Regions from separate parts of the Mus musculus genome. Here regions 1 and 3 are each linked to region 2. The links are chromatin contacts, called in public promoter capture Hi-C maps. All regions are on one chromosome and are shown on one strand. Each heading gives the region's core, a stretch centred on a gene start, on an enhancer-like site or on the middle of the called end of the contact. The rest is flanking DNA. Distances are from core to core; before and after follow the strand shown. Region 1 holds the start of BC005537 (cDNA sequence BC005537). Region 2 holds the start of Slc17a4 (solute carrier family 17 (sodium phosphate), member 4). Region 3 holds the start of Tdp2 (tyrosyl-DNA phosphodiesterase 2).

Region 1 (3,551 bases), core at 1,046-3,545, 890 kb after region 2:
AGACTAGGCTAACCTTGAACAGCGATTACCCAGTGTCAGCCTCCCCAATTCTGGAATTACAAACCTGTGTCACCACACTGGTTTTATTTATATTTATTTTGTGGAGGTGGTGGTGGAGGGGAGACAGGGTTTCTGTGGTATTCCAGGTTGGCCTTGAAGGAGAATGACTTCGAAGTCACAACAAACCTGCTTCAGCCTCCTGAGTGCTCGGATTACAGCCACTATGGCTGACTCATGTTGGAACTAATTTGGAACGATCAGGAATGCCAACCTTGGTTCTGGAGAACTTACATTGAAGAATGGGCCCTAGTACATCTTGAACTCCAGTTCTAGGGGATCCGATACCTTCTTCTGGTGTCTGGGCACAAGTATGCATGCAGGCAAACATAAAAATAGGATTTTATTTATTTTCTTTGGCTTATGGATAAAGGGTGATTGCAGCTAATAGATTTTGATTTCACGAAGTGAAAAGCAGCTATTTAGGAGACTGGACTTTTAAAAGTTTCGACCGAGTAGTCAGGAATGCAGCACCCAGGCTTTGTTCATGTGGAGTATCAACCTTCGCTGATTAATTATGTAACTTCGTTTTTATCACACCAGAGTCTCACAAACCGAATGAGCGCTCTTTGGGGTCAAGGACGGCGTGATTCAGCAGTAAACGTTCCAGTGTCCCATTTACCGTTGAGGATAGAGAGTCAGGAGAAGATGGGACGTAGGTCTGAGGTTCTCGGGGATCCCTGTTCACTGTGGTGGAGGAATCACACGTAGAGTTCGGCTGCCTCTTCCGATCCTAGCAACAACGCATACAAGGGCTTCTGTCGCTTAAAGCCCGAGGTCCGTTCGCCTTGGTGGTGCAGGAAGAGGGGTGAGGATAGAGGCGCATGGACTGAGGCTATACTCGTTGGGGTGCAAGCAAGCTTCATTCCGCTAACTCGAAATGATTTCTCCGTTGTTGCCAACTGGCCGACTTCTAGGGAATAATAAAATGACCCTAACCACCCTTCAGTCTTCCGGGTTTCTTCCTCACTCTGGCCCTTCCAACACCCATTTTTCCGCCCACTTCCCCGGCTTTGGCTTTTGAGCATCTCTGGAGCAGTGATTCTCAACCTCCCCATTGCTAAGATCCTTCAGTACTGTTCCTCATATTGTGCTGACTCCCAACCGTAAATTTCTGTTGCTACTTCTTAACTGTAATGTTGCTGCTGTTATGAATGTTAATGTTTTCCGATGGTCTTAGGCAACCTCTATAAAAGGATCATTGGATTCTCCCGTATGGGGTGCGACCCACAGGTTGAGAACCGCTGCTTTAACAGGACCCCCACCCTACCCCACCCCCTAAGTCCAACTACCGCTCCCCAGCATAGCCCAGGGTGGAGCTACTCTCTCCGCTTCGTCATGGAGGGCGTAGGGGGCGTGCTCTTATGACGTAAAAGGACGGGGCGGGGGAGACCTGGACAGCCTGACGGAGGGACAGAGGGGCGGAGGGAGTGGCGGGAGACCCTTGCCACGCCTTAGGACTTTCCATATTGATAAATAGGGGAAATGTGTGTTCTCAAACACCCCTAGGAAAAGAAGTATCTTACTGAAAGCCTAATTTCAAAGCTACTCACTATTTATACCGACTTTTATATGTCACACATTACTAGCTTTTCGGTTTTTCTGTCTCCATAACTGTGAAAACCTTCACGCTTCTTTTCCCGCCTCCCCCTTCAGTTTTTGCCACAGATGGTAGCGTCCGGGGCGCGCGCAGGCGTAGAGCGCTCGGGGCGGTGCCGCGGAGGGGCGGGTGACGCAGCAGCCGTCGCTGCCATTTTAAGTTGTTTGTTCTTGTTTCTTTTCCTCAAACGCGACTCAGCCCCGGACCCGGGAGGTTCCAGCGGCAGCCGCTGCTTCTGAAGCCACTCCGGTGCGGGGGGTGGGGGAACCGAGGCTGTGGCCCCGCGGACGCTCGACCTCCTCCTCCGTTGCGGCTCTCTCCCCCCATCCGTCGGGGCTCTCTCTTGGACTATCTTCCTGAACCGGACTGTTGGGCGAAGCAGGCCTCGGGAGCCGACGCTCGAACCGAGACAACTTTGCCGGGCTCACTCCGCGGACAGGCCGTAGCGCAGGGCTCCCCTCCTTCCCTCTTCCCTCCCGCGCGCTTTCCTCTTCCTCGCCGTCTCCCCCCTCCCCCTACCAACCCCGCGCCGCGTCCTTCCCTCCGTCGCCGCCCGGGGCGCCGAGCCCGACTATGGGGCCCAGGTGGGGGCTGAGTGGCGGCAGCAGCGCGCGTGGCCCGGCCACAGAGCGCAGCGCAGCGGGCATGGAGGGGCTCCGTCGGCCCGTCGTGTTCTCTTGACATGGCTCCCGCCCGCGCCACGAGCAGCGCCCCCGCCGCCGCCGCCGCCTCCTCCTCCGCAGCCGCCGCTCCGCCCGCAGGCTGCGGCTAGACGGCCCACCGACGGTCGGCCTGCGAGTCCCGCTCTCCTCTCCGCGGGGACCCCGCCCTGCCGCCTAGATCCCGGCCTCTCTGTCCCCTTGGGAAACCACCCAGCCGCCCCCACTCGGGAAACATGGGCTGTTGAACGGGAAAAGCGAATCTAGAACCCGGGAACTTCATTCCTTGCTTTTTTTTGGGGTGGGAGGGTGGGCTTCCTTTTAAGAAGTAATTATTATTAACACGATTATTCTCTTCTTTTCCCCTCCTCCCAACTGATCCTTCCTACTTAACTCTCTTCCCGCCTCCTCTACCCGGGCGGGAATTGTTTCCACATTGAAATGAGTGAGAACCCGAGTGATCCAGTGTCTCCCGTGGTGCGAGTGAGTCGCTGCCGCTGAAGGCCAGGGGTTGTGGGTGGGACCTGGGGGTCGAAGGCAGGTGATCCCCGGGCCCGGCCTGGGACGTGGGAGAACCCGCCACCTTAGCCTCAGCCATGCTCACACGAAGATAATCGAACTCCCTACCATCCCGAACTTGAACGGGGTCAAATTTATACGGAGGGCTCCCCGGGGAATGTAGAACCCACCGCAGGGCTAAGGGTGCTTGGATCCCGGGCATTAATCAGGGCTAATCACAGAGCCGGAATAACTATTAATACCGTTTAATAGACCCCCCTTTCCCTCTGCCATCATGGTTCTCCTTGGCAGCAGCGTTCGCAGCCGCCTGAGGGTGAAAACGTGGGTGATGGGGAAGTTGGTAATGACTCCGCTGTTTTTTCTCATGACTCCTTTGGGCAACAGCTGTCCACCCCCGGTATACACTGTAGTTGATTGCAGGGAAACCCTGTACCTCTCCCCTTCTTTCTCTGCTGATTTTGCACTTTTCTCTTTGCTCACCACCAAGTGTAATCAATAGCAAAGCACTGACAGTTCATAGCAGTAGTGAAATCTGAAATAACTAAGAATTAATCAGGTACTACAGCCATGGATCTGGCTGGGTAAAATCCAACTGGGGATTTCAGTTTCATTCACCTACCCTGTTTTGGTGGTTTTCAGTTTTTGGGTTTTTTGTTTTGGGGGGGGTATTTTTTTTTTCCCTGTATTTGGGAAGCAACATCACAATTTTCCCTCCC
Region 2 (3,453 bases), core at 187-2,686:
CCTAACACCCAGGCGTGTCGCTACTATAGCTGCAAGTGGACAGATACCGACAAGATTCCAGCTTACACCATCTGCAATTCAGAATAAAATTGACAAACAACTTAAATCCAAACCAACACTGGCAGAATGAAATGGGTCAAGCCTGAGATTGTGCTTGGAAACCTAAAACCATCTGCTGACTCTTGTTCACACCTTAGGGAGACTGGTTGGACAGAAGAGTCTCTCACTCATGGAACTGAAGACAGGATTCAGGCCAGCTTTTTCCTTTCTAGCTTTCCAGACCCTTGCAGTGACGCAATGCCTCAGAGTTCACCAGCCTCTGGCTCATTCACTGACCCAGTAAACATATGTGCAATAAATGGAAGGCTTGCTTCCGTGGCTTTCTCCAGCATGACTGGAGGTTTGCTCGCATGAGTGGCTCTGCGTCTACTTAAACAGAAGACCTTAATCTCTGGAGTTTGTCAGTTAGAGGAAGAGGGTTGGACAAGGCTGCTGAAGGGCAAAAGACATGACCACAGACAGCATGCAGGACACATGCTCCAGTGAGTCACAGAGTACAATATGATAAGAAAGAAAAACAAGAATGGCCTAGTTAGGAAGGAAGCAGAAGAGTACAGATGATAACAACTAAGGGGCTGACAGTGAGAACATACGATCTGCCTATTCTAACCACCCAGTCTGTTGGTATACCGTGGCTGTCTCTGAGCTGAGAGGGAAGTCCTCTCCCAGGAACATGACAGCAAAAGAAAAGAGCACTCTGGACCACTGCATAAAGCCATAGGGGGTTTTATTTGCTTCAGTCCCCCATTCTCCCATGAAAATTCTGTTTACTCTGGTTTTTTTGTTAATTTGACCTTTGAAGCCTATTAAAAATATTCTTTAAAACAACAGGGTGTTTTGGTTTGGTTTGGTTTGGTTTTTTTGCCTCAGTCTGTTTGGTTAGTGCTGTTTCTACAAACTAGTGTATCTCACAAAAACAAGTTAAATGCATGAGTGCTTTGTGCAATTTTCCAGCGTCAGTAACCCTAAGAAATGCAAGACCTGACCTTACGATTGGTGTTCCCTTCTAGTTGCTTCAGACAGTATTCTCTCTCCCTTTCTCCCTGTTTCCTACCTTTCCTGTCCCCACCCACCCACCGCTGGCTTTTGTCTCCCTCTTCCATGTCTGTCTTCCTCCCTCCCTCTCCTTCTGGAGTTCCTATAGACCTCGTTTGTTTTAGGAAAAAGCAGCCTCCTGTCTCACTTTTCACAACCATCTCCCAAAAGAAACCCAGTCCTGCACACCACCTATAATCTCAACAGGAAAAGGTCCGTTCCCACACCGTCAGAACCAGAGCAAGAACTGGAAAGCAAACCTGAGGAAGGCGGAGAGCCGGCTCTTGGCTGGGATCCTATCGGTTTCTCAGCTTTCTGCAGCTGTCTAACCCAGAGGAGTGAATTATTACTCAGGGCCTTTAGCTTTTATCTTACCAAATGGAGGCTTTTATTGGCTCAACCATTTAATTTTTAACTTTGTTTTATTATTTAATTGATGACCTGACCATGTTCACTCTATCTTCCTCATACTTGAAGTTCATGTGAAGTCACATACATCTTCCCAGATTCTCTGTGGGTCCTGCTACTACTCTTGCTTGCCTCATTTTTAACTTTTACATTATATGTGATTATTTATGTGTTAGAGTGTGTGTGGGTAAGTTTTCACTTATTGAGGTCAAAGGACAGCTTTCAAGACTGGGTTTTTCCCTTCCACCATGTTGATCTCAAGGTCACAATTCAAGCTATTGAGCACAATGACACTTATCTTTCCCTGCCAAGCTATCAGGTCAACCCTCTGAGCAGCTCATTAATGGCATCTTCATCATCTATGATCTCAGGAGTACAATAATCTTCATAGATAGGGTTACATCTTGTCTCTTAAGTGGCTGTTTTCCACCATATCCATGTTTAATAGAACTAATTTTACACAGAGAGCAGCTATAGGCCTACTGACCTTATAGAAGCCAGACACTTAGAGCTTAACATATTCTCAGGCCAGAGGCTTACTGCTCTAGGATTAATCTAGTGGTCTCAGCACTTGGTCCTCAGCTTCCAGCAGTGGTGCACACAACAGAGCCAGCGACATCCGGGGCTGCAGCTCTCGTACAAGCATCCAATCTTGGGACCTACGATGATAGATGTTGCGCTGTTTAGGATTCTGAGCTGTTGACAGACTCTTTTGCAGCTAATGGACCCGTGGTATCTGAGACCCTTTTGGTAGGTCTCTGGAACTCTTCCAATGACCTCATTTTCCTGTCTTCAGCTCTTCCTGGCTTTCGTGATCTCTGCCCTACCATCGCTGCTACCTTTGCTGCCTCCGCTGTGACCAGTGCTGCTGATTGATCCACGGTTGCAACTGTCACCCTTAAATCCTCTGTCCCCTCACCCTTCCTTCCTGTTACCAACTCATCCTGCTCTAAAATGATAAAGATCAAGCACAGGTGAGAATAGATCACCTGAGAGTTCTATCTTAGGCCTCAGGCTCATGCTGCTACATCAGGATGTTGTCTCTCACCAGAGTGACAAAGTGAACCAAACAACCTGTTAATGTAGCCAGAACAAGGTACAGCAAGGAGTCTGCCCTGTCCTCCAAACATTGCTTCTTCCAAATGAACCACACTTGCATCCTCCAGAGGGGCCTCTGCAAATGGAGCATTGTAGGCGCCAACCATAGATCTCTTTGTGGTCAGCAGTCTCTGGCTAGTGGGAGGCTTCTGACACAGTCTGGGAAATGTCAGGGCTATGTCTGAGCAGCTGGCAGCTGTGGCTGATATATTACCTTCTCAAGTGTTTTGTGGGGAATTCAAAATAGCAGAGCTGGCATGAAGGGAGGGTTGCTGGCTGTGGAGTAGACAGTGCTTCTACCAAGGCAACCAGAAGAATCTAAAAATTATTCATTAGGAAATCAAGTGGGCCTCAATACCTTAGCTTATTTAAAAGAAAAATGAACACTCTAAGAAGTGCTTATAATAAAAACATACTGTTAACATTAACAGGAATTTAACTATGATATAACAAGGCTTGACTCCTGCCTTGGTAACCCAGGAAGGGGTGGGTCCTTCAAATCAGTCTCACAAGAAGACAAAGAGCAACAGTATTATGCTAGGGAGAGGATGGAGTGAGGATGGATTGAGAAGCAGCCAGGATTGTGGGGAATAATCCCAGCACCCAGGATTCAGAAGCAGGAAGATGATGGGTTAGAAGCCATCCTGGGCTATATAATGAGTTCAAATCCATCCTAGACTACATAGTGAGAAACTAAATCAAACAAGAGCCGGAGTGTAGCTTAGGAGTAGAACATTTGCTTAGCATACGCAAAGCCCTGGGCTTAACTCCAGACAGAGGGAGAGAAGGATGGAAGGAAGGAAGAAGAGATAGAGAGAAGAAGAGGGAAGAAGGCACATTAATAAGCAAAAA
Region 3 (3,848 bases), core at 796-3,295, 920 kb after region 2:
AAACAACCTCTTATCTGTCTGTCATAAGTTATCAATCACACAATAACTATTATTATATTATCGACCCCATGTAGTTTAACAGCCACTAGCTGCTACCTATAAATAATAAACTTGTGCAGTGTGGCTAGCCATACTACAAATGTGAGATTTATGCTAATTTTCAACTATTAAGTGTTTTAAAAAAAAAATCACTTTTTTTTTTTTTTGAGGGATTTGTTTATGTAACTAGCTTACAAGCTAGCCTGCATCAGCCTCCCTTAGCCTGGAATTACAGGCAGGTACCAAGCTGAACGTAGGTATGAGAATTTTAATTAGTTACTCAAAGGCAATCAAACCAATGTCAAAATTACCTCACAAAAAAACAGTCAGATGCTGTGGCACATACTATTCATCCCAATACTCAAGTAGCAGAGGCTGATCAATCTCTGTGAGATCCAGGATGACCTGGTCTACATGTCAAGTTCTGGATAGAACTTAAATAAATAATAGAAAATAAATAAATAAATAAAACCAAATAAATACGTTACAAAATATTCTAATACCCAGGAGGGTGAGGAAAGCTTACGGAGAAGTGGCTATGGAACCCTGTCAACGACAGGTGCCCACCTGCAACCCTGTCAATGACGGGCTCCCACCTGCAAGCTTGGATTAACTACATCCCAGTCCTCATAAAGTTGTTTTTGGTTGTTTTTAAAGAATTAAAATTTCCTCTTAAATCATTAAAATTCTTTTTAGGTAATATTATCTTTCTAAAAGTCACTGTCAAATGCTGTCCTTAGTTTTGAAATATTTCCTATTGGAAAACATTAAATATATTTACCTAAGGGTTATTTCCTATTTTTTTGACACTTTATGAACATAGTTAAAAAATTCTAAGAGGGGGCGTGTTCAGGAAAAAGATTTCAAATGCCTGTTGTTGACCAAAATTTATATTTCATGCCCAAATTCTTTTTAAATTTCCAAGTATTTTTTCTTAATCAGAAAAATAGACATGCGTGCATTAAAACATTTATTAAAAAGTCTGCAGCAAGTTCTAAGGTTAAGTGTCTTTCTACTCTGACAATACCACGCACTGGACTTCTGCTACGGATATTTATTAAGGATTGCTTCCTATAGAACACAATGTCTATAAAGTCTGGAAAACAGTAGTCTACGTTAGTTCATGTGGAATGGCAGGGTGCAGGCACTGGTCCTGGTTAACTCTGTAGACTCCCAGGCCAGCCTGGACTACAAGGGTTCTCAGCCAACAAACGTTACATAGTTACATAGACCTAGTTACAAAGACCTAGTCTCAAAAGCAAGAAATACAACACACGTACAGGTGGTTCTCGCATTCACTTCCGTACCTCAAACCTCCTTGACTCTTAAGAAACAATTCCTATATACTAGCCCTGCAGGCTCCAGCGTCCCTTAAATGGTACGCTGACATTTTTTCTCCACACACTCCAACAGTTTGCTGGTTAAAAAAAAAACAAAAAACAAAAAACCAAACATGCTTATTTACGTTTCGATGAGAATCCACGCCACGCACTTCCCCTGCGTTTGCGAGGCCACTAAGGTGTTTTACTAGGTTCGTCCCCTTCACCAGATACTTCGCCTACAATAAATATACCTTTTCCAAAACTCTATCAAAACCGGGAACTTTGAACATAACCTTCATTACTTCTCGTAGGTTCTGGGTCATGCTGCTCATCGTGGACGCAAAGCAAGAGTCTGGGCTCTGCGAGAATGAACTCTGGAAGAGACGTTTGTGAGAGGACAAGGGTGTGGAAGGTCAAGTCTGCAAGCCCGGCCGCTGTCGCGTCGTGCTCGGGAGAAAGGATCGCGCGCCCCGGTCGCCCTGGTCCTAGATGATCACGGGTTACCTTCACTCTTTAGCGCCCCAGCGCGCACGCGCAACCTTCAGGCCTCCTCGGCCCCTCCTTCCCCTCCCCTCCCCCTCCCCCTCCCCATCTGCGCCTCGCTGGCCGCGGACGGGGACCAGAGAGGGCGGTCTTCTTGCCGGAAGGTTGACGCGGACGCGCTTGCACGCTGCGCGCCTGCGCAGGTTCCGGCGTTCGCGATCAGTCGCGCGGGAAGCAGCGTGAAGAGCGGGTGTTTTGAGGGGACCCTGCGGCGATGGCGTCTGGCAGCAGTTCCGATGCGGCGGAGCCCGCAGGGCCGGCAGGGCGGGCGGCGTCGGCGCCCGAAGCAGCACAGGCGGAGGAGGACCGGGTGAAGAGGCGGCGGCTTCAGTGCCTGGGCTTTGCGTTGGTGGGGGGATGCGACCCCACGATGGTCCCCAGCGTCCTGCGGGAGAACGACTGGCAGACGCAGGTCAGTTCGCGTCTCTCGCTTCCGCCGCTCTCCCCCGGGAGGCGGGGCGCGCCCTGCAGCCTTGTGCCTTTGCTTTTCAGAAAGCCCTGAGCGCCTACTTCGAGCTGCCAGAGAACGACCAAGGGTGGCCGCGCCAGCCTCCCACGTCCTTCAAGTCCGAGGCCTAGTAAGCGACGGGGGTCGCGGGCTGCTCGCCGAGGGCGGGGAGGGACCGCCTGCTGGGCTTGGGCGTCCGAGGACCGGGACCTGGAAAAGGGCGGCCGGCGCCCCAGAGCTGGAAATCTCAGGGAATGCTTCCGAGGATGCAGGGTCACTTCCCAGCGGGACTTGTCTTTGTTGTTTTGGGACGAGTCTCACTGTGTAGCGCTTGGCTGGCCTGGAACTCGTCGTTATTTGAACCAAGCTGGCCTCGAACTCAGATCAGCTTGCTTCTGCCCTCTCAGTGCTGGCACGTTGAAGGCACATACTAGAACTGGCTTCCAACGTGATTTATTTTATTTTATTTTATCTTATTTCTTAAACCTGAAGATTATTTTATGTATTTTGAGGCAGAACCTCACCCTTTATCCCTGGCTGGCCTGAGCTTGGTGTGTAGACTAGGTTGGCCTCAAACACAGATCTACCTGCCTCAGAATCGAATGGGCTGGATTTAGAGTGCCCACCACCACACTGGGATGGAATTTTTGTTTAATGTTACCGTTATTTGTTCTTTTTCGAGACAGAGGCTTGCAATAATCCTGACCTCCAGCTCTCTTCCAGCCTCCCTTTTGCTAGCATTGCATCTGATTCCAGCACTCCCTACCCGAACTTTTTATTTGAGCCATATATGTCCAGGCTGACTTGGAACTCCTTTGTGGTCAAGGCTTGCCTTCCATTGGCCCAGTACTGGGATTAAAGGTTTGTGAAACCCTGGCTACTGAAATACACTTACTGACCTGAAATATTGGTGATATGTAAACTGAAGATTAGAAAAAAAACAGAGGTAGAGATTTTCTCCTGAAGAATGGTAACCTGTAAGTCTCCTTGTTTCTGCATAGTTTATCTGCTCTCCTCTTGCCAAAGAACGATAGTTTTTCTTTTGAGACAGGTTTGTTTCAAGTTTGATTAGTTTGGCACAAGTTTGTGTGTAGTTCAGGCCGGCATTGAGCTCCTAGCAATCTTGCCTCAGCCTGTGGGAACTAAAAACCATACCAGCCAGGTTTAATATTTGTTTTTAGTGTATGCTGTTCCTGTTGTCTCAATGCCCTGCCTCCGATTTTCATTGTTGTTGTTCTACAGTTTGCAGAATAAAACTAAGGTGCCGTACTGGGCCTTGTACACGAATTGGCCACTGTTCTTTCCAGAGTGTCTTACATGGGAGTTGTCTGTGTCAGAAGAGACGGGCAATCATCATAAAACAGCTGTGCTGAAAATTACGTGGGAAGTTGTTTAGAAAATGTTGGGTCTGCACACTCCAGAGGTTATAAATAAATAAAGAGTGGAGTCCACCTATCCAGTACCCCCTCCCCACCTCCTCCAGTTACTTGTGTGTA

The links. Promoter capture Hi-C pulls out the DNA fragments that hold promoters and counts their contacts.
Region 1: a promoter capture Hi-C map of pre-B cells shows a contact between it and region 2, with 4 times the contacts expected there. The contact joins the promoter of BC005537 here to the promoter of Slc17a4 in region 2. A contact is called at or near these places in 6 of 39 promoter capture datasets (the HPC-7 cell line, hematopoietic stem and progenitor cells, hippocampal neurons and 2 more) and 3 of 115 datasets of contacts at active chromatin or transcription factors (embryonic stem cells, large pre-B cells and pro-B cells).
Region 3: a promoter capture Hi-C map of pre-B cells shows a contact between it and region 2, with 3 times the contacts expected there. The contact joins the promoter of Tdp2 here to the promoter of Slc17a4 in region 2. A contact is called at or near these places in 7 of 39 promoter capture datasets (the HPC-7 cell line, HPC-7-derived erythroid cells, cranial neural crest and 3 more) and 4 of 115 datasets of contacts at active chromatin or transcription factors (the 230-238 cell line, large pre-B cells, microglia and 1 more).

Annotation. Positions count from the first base shown.
Region 1 is chr13:24,799,362-24,802,912 of GRCm38.p6, forward strand. BC005537 (cDNA sequence BC005537) reads left to right here and starts at 2,296. Exons shown (of 5, transcript NM_024473.3): 1 at 2,296-3,551.
Region 2 is chr13:23,913,571-23,917,023 of GRCm38.p6, forward strand. It overlaps Slc17a4 (solute carrier family 17 (sodium phosphate), member 4), which reads right to left and starts at 1,437. Exons shown (of 12, transcript NM_177016.3): 1 at 1,356-1,437.
Region 3 is chr13:24,829,614-24,833,461 of GRCm38.p6, forward strand. It overlaps Tdp2 (tyrosyl-DNA phosphodiesterase 2), which reads left to right and starts at 2,046. Exons shown (of 7, transcript NM_019551.2): 1 at 2,046-2,316; 2 at 2,397-2,482. The coding sequence starts at 2,119. Acot13 (acyl-CoA thioesterase 13) reads right to left here and starts at 1,876. Exons shown (of 3, transcript NM_025790.2): 1 at 1,613-1,876. The coding sequence starts at 1,693.